Linked DNA regions of Zea mays: region 2 is linked to region 1. A link is a contact called in public Hi-C data. All regions are on one chromosome and are shown on one strand. The core of a region is the stretch at or near the end of the contact, and the rest is flanking DNA. Distances in the headings are between cores, read along the strand shown. Region 1 holds the start of LOC100284323 (ZF-HD homeobox protein). Region 2 has its middle 9.1 kb from the start of LOC100193730.

The links. A called contact is a pair of places that touch in the nucleus more often than the background predicts.
Region 2: a contact with region 1 is called in a Hi-C map of ear, with 3 times the contacts expected there. The contact joins the enhancer-like site here to the promoter of LOC100284323 in region 1. A contact is called at or near these places in 2 of 25 Hi-C or Micro-C datasets (ear and endosperm).

Annotation. Positions count from the first base shown.
Region 1 is chr2:186,151,379-186,153,886 of Zm-B73-REFERENCE-NAM-5.0, forward strand. LOC100284323 (ZF-HD homeobox protein) reads left to right here and starts at 1,255. Exons shown (of 1, transcript NM_001157218.2): 1 at 1,255-2,508. The coding sequence starts at 1,408. The coding sequence ends at 2,493.
Region 2 is chr2:186,503,364-186,505,871 of Zm-B73-REFERENCE-NAM-5.0, forward strand. No RefSeq gene overlaps it. Among protein-coding and RNA genes, the nearest start is that of LOC100193730, 9.1 kb to the right of the region's middle. Within about 2 kb of position 1,253, at least 20 of the 20 cell types and tissues checked have an H3K27ac peak or open chromatin away from gene starts, as enhancers often do. A contact at or near this core is called in ear and endosperm, where this site is marked.

The DNA.
Region 1 (2,508 bases), core at 5-2,504:
GTCCCAGCACACCTGGTGTTTATGTTCGCGCCCGGGCTTTGGACCCCTAAAACCCGGGTGTGACATGTAAAACACTGTTTTGCATTTTAGACTGCAATGGTCCTATAGTGAATTTTAAAATAAGACGTGATAGGAGATACGATGGGTAAGCTGTTGGTTCACACTGTTTTGCATTTTAGACTGCAATGTTCATATAGTGAATTTTAAAATGAGATGTGATAGGAGATATGATGGGTAAGCTGTTGGAGACAGACTAAGGGGATATTTGGTCTCACTTAACTAAAGTTTAGTCCATATTACATTGAATGTTTGAATGGTGGATATTAAATATAATCTAATTATAAAACTAATTACAGATAAAGACTAAAAGATAAGATGGATTGATTAAACATAATTAAGTATATATTTAATATTCAAACATTTAACATTACCAAAAAACTTTAGCCTAGAAAACTAAAAGGGATAATCTCATGTATGTCATCGAAATTTATACCAATCTATTGTGTGTCATTGGACTAGAGATGACAACAGGTATATACTCGTCAGATAGTACCATTCCATACTCATATCCATAAAAAAATTCTACTCGTGAGGTTACCCATATATGCTTGCGGGTATAAATCTTACCCATATATATACACGCGCGGGTAATTTTACCCCTTGGATAACCCGTACCCGCTAGGAAAGTCTTAAATTCCAATATACCAATCACTCGAAATATTAAATAAACATACAAAAACAAGTTCAACTTCACATATAACAAATCATATGATTACGTAACTTGGTAGTTAGACAAATGATAGCTAAAGAAGAGTTTTATTTTAGCTAAGATGGACTCTGTTAGATGGTTATAGTGACAATGATACATGTTCTTGCCCATTAACATAACCGTGGGGTAGAGAAATCATCTCGTACATACCTTCATATCGGGTAAAACTCGTCGGTTTTCGGACTTGGAGTACCTATTGCCATCTCTATATTGGACCTACATGTGCACAAAATATCCTCTAAATATCATTCAATAACACATAATAAATAAGTATAAAAATTTAATGGTACCTATAGGATTTTTCCAAAACTGAACACTCCCTAAAATGAGCTCGTCCCCTTCTCCTTTCGACCTTTCCCCCTCCTGCAGAGGCAGAGGCGCAGAGCTCACACTTTCTCTCACTCTCTCGATAATCACAAGCGACTAGCCTTGCTACCGCCCTTTGTGTGCTTATCTCCTCGCCCTCGTCCTTCCTTCGCCTCCTTACGGACCTTACGTCCTTACCTGTTGTTTTCCTCACCTCCCTTGACCCGTCGACCGTCGTCCCATGCTAAAGCCCAGGGTTAGGAGCTAGAGGTAATCTCTCCCTCTCTCCCCGTCTCTACCCACCAGTCAAGCCCAGTGGGGGCGCCGCGCGCATGGAAGCGATGGACGTCAAGTACAAGCCCGTCATGTTCCCCAACGGCGCCGCCTTCAAGAAGGCGAAGCCGGCGGCCGTGGCGCCGGCCGGGGAGCCGCTGTACCGGGAGTGCCTCAAGAACCACGCCGCGAGCCTGGGCGGGCACGCCGTGGACGGGTGCGGCGAGTTCATGCCCTCGCCGGGGGCCAACCCCGCCGACCCGACGTCGCTCAAGTGCGCGGCGTGCGGGTGCCACCGCAACTTCCACCGCCGGACGGTGGAGGGTTCCCCGCCGCAGCCTGCGCCCGCGCCGCTGGCGCTCCCGCCGCCGCCGCCGCCGCCGCCGAGCGTGCTGCACGGCCAGACGCACCGCGGCGGGGAGGATACGCCCGAGGACCGCCACCCGGGGGTAGTCGACGCCGACGACCCCGATTCCGACTCGGAGGGCTCGGAGTACGACGAGGAGCGGTCAGTGTCCCCGCCACCGCCGCACCACGTGCCGGCGCCGGTGGCGCAGCAACCCCCGCCGCCGTCATACTTCCCGGCGGCGGCGCCGCACCAGCACATGCTGCTCTCGCTTGGTCCTGGCGCCGCGGTGGCGGCCGCGGCGCAGAGGCTGGCCCCAGCCCAGCTGACGCCGTCGAGCGCGCCGCCTCCCGGGGGCGCGATGCCCAGGAAGCGGTTCCGCACCAAGTTCACCGCCGAGCAGAAGCAGCGGATGCAGGAGCTGTCAGAGCGGCTCGGGTGGCGGCTGCAGAAGCGCGACGAGGCCGTCGTGGACGAGTGGTGCCGCGACATGGGCGTCGGCAAGGGCGTCTTCAAGGTCTGGATGCACAACAACAAGCACAACTTCTTGGGCGGACACAGCGCCCGCCGCAGCGTCTCTGCCTCCTCAGGCGCTGCTGCGCTCCTCCAAACCCCATGCGCCAACGCCGGCGCTGCTGCACCGTCATTCAACCCGTCCAGGCTCACCCCTCCCCCTCCCGTCCTCACATCGTCCCCGACCGGCTTCAACATCAACGGCGCCGCCTCCTCCTCGCCGCCCACCGTCACCGCCGACCACACGGACAACGCCAACGGAGCTTCATCGCCGCACTCCGCTTAAGCTAGAGAGGAGAGG
Region 2 (2,508 bases), core at 3-2,502, 350 kb after region 1:
GCGAGGAAGGGAGCGACGCCAACACACGTTCTTCCACCTCCAAGAAGGAAGAATTTCGATCCTCATGATTGCACAGTTTCGGTAAGCTCTCTGCCAAAGGACTCGCTATGCGTCGGTTCGATTGGCATGCATGCAGGTGGCTGCACAGGCAGCGGTGTCCCTCGCTTCTCATCAAGGAACCCTACGAGGAAATTAAGCCAGCCGGGGGTACGACGCGGGGAGAGAGTTGCTGACCAATTTGAGGCTGGGACATTGCTCAAATGAATAAATGCAGGCGGACGTTCTTCTGGCGCTGGATAAAACGATGGTACTTACCGAGCACCAAAGTCTTTGGTTCAACTCGGCAAAAATGGTCCGGTCTTTGCGAGCGTTATTTTTCGTTGAGAGTGACACTCGATAAAATATTCTTTGTCGAGTGCCCATGATTTTATATTCGGCAAAGCTCGAGCACTCGATAAAGAGCACGTTTCTGACAGTGCCATGCATTACTCGGTATCACCAGCCTACGTAGCCATTCTTCCTAGGCATGGCGAAGTTGCGCGGGGCACGAGAGCTTGTGGAGCATGCATGCGCGCGGCGCCGATCGAGAGCGGAGTCCTTTATTTGGTGGCTAGCTACTAGCTCTCCACGAGCGTCGCGCCGGATGCGCCACCGCCTACAGGATGACGATGCCCGTGCTTTGTGCTGCCCGGAGGAGCTTACGGCAGAGGATCTCGTTGCATCTATCTGCCTCATGGCTGCACTGCATCCACACGCTGGAGGTGTGGCGCCGAGATCAGTTGCCTTCGGTCGTGATGCATGTCGCGAAATCTAGCTAGTGTTTGGTCTGGAATCTGGATTTGGCTAGTGTTTGGTCCTCACCAGTTTCGAATGGTTTTAGAAGGCTACGCGATCCCAGTGGCGGCTTGCCCTGTTGCCAAATCGATGTACAGCCAAAGCTGGGTAGCAGTTAATACAATAAGGGAGGGGGAGGAGGAACTGAAACTTTGTCTGGACATGCATGACAAAGGGGAAGTCTCTGGATGCATGAGCAAGGAACCTGTGTGTGTGTGTGTGATGATCATGCATGATGAACAACCGGCCATCATTTTGCGGCAACGACAAGCTGATGACGATGGGAGCACCGTCGAGAGGGTTTTATGGGCTGGGGATAGCGAAGAACTTGCCATTTCCTGTTGTTGGAGTCCAACTTGCCTTTTTGTTGGAGTTGGTGGGGTGGGGGGGACTTGGCAGCGAGCCCAGGTCGCTGACGCAGCGACGTAGCAGCAGCGAGCGAGCCAGCCAGCCAGCAGTTATCAGATGGGCCCAAACGAACGCCTCATGTCTCGTTTTGTCTGGACGCCAAGCAAAAAAACAATAAAAAAAGGGCGAAAGGATTTATCAGAGACCTTTTGGCCGTTTGCGATGCGGAGCAGATTGCAGCACGCTCACCTTGTCCTTTAGTTGAGAGTGGTCTGGATCTGGACACGCTGCTGCTACCAAATTAAACCAACGCTTTTCTTTGTCATGGATATGTACGTGTCAAGATGAAGACGGGGTCTGATCAGATCAGAGCCATGACCGTGACTGCACTCCCCCCCCCCCCCCCCCCCCCCCCCCCCCCCCCCCCCCCCCCCCCCCCCCCCCCCCCCGTTCGGTTTGGGCAGATGAGACTGAATCAACTGGCGTCAAAAGGGACGGGGGGATGGAAGATGACAAGGTTGAAGGCCTACTACAACAAACAACCCTACTGCAACGGATCACCGCCCTTGGTAGCAGGGGAGTCCCACACCTCAAACGGAGGACGGGGCCTTATCTTACCTACCAAGTGTTCCAAATAAAAGCGATCGCTGTCACCGCCGGGGTTTTATTATATATAATAATAATAATAGTTTTGGTTCCAGTCTCTCTCGGGATGCGTTTCATAACGGCTTTCCGCGATGTTGTTTTCTGCGATTCAGCGCTTGTAGTTGTTGTACCCCTGGCGAGAAACATCGCAATGGTGATATAGCCGAAATGCTGAACCTTCGCCAGCTTAACGCTCTCACTCACAGCACAAACGGCAACGCCGCGCGTGCCATCTGGACCACGCAATCTTAAACAATTCAATTCACCACACGTATACTATACGGCCCCGTATCTGTATCCTACCGATCCGTTCAGGCAAATCAAGGGCCGTTCCCCCCAGCATTTAAATCGACGGGCGACGACGCGGCGGTGTCGATCCCGCTCCATCGCCGATCCTCTAGAACAACGGCCAGGGGAAGAAAGTCCACCTCCGAACTGGGACACCTATTTACTTGCCACGCAGACTTCGCTCTCCCTCCATTGAATGCGCTTCCCTGCCGCTCGTGCCAAGCTCAACGCCGGGACACGTGGCAGGCAGGGCACGGCCTGGGATGCCCGACGGGAGCTTCAGTGGCTGGACCGCTGTCTGGATGCACCGGCGAGGCCGCCGTTGGCCTGGCGTGAGAGGTTTTATTAAGGGTGTGTCTGGTTTAATGTTAAAGTAGGATGAGGTAGGCCAAC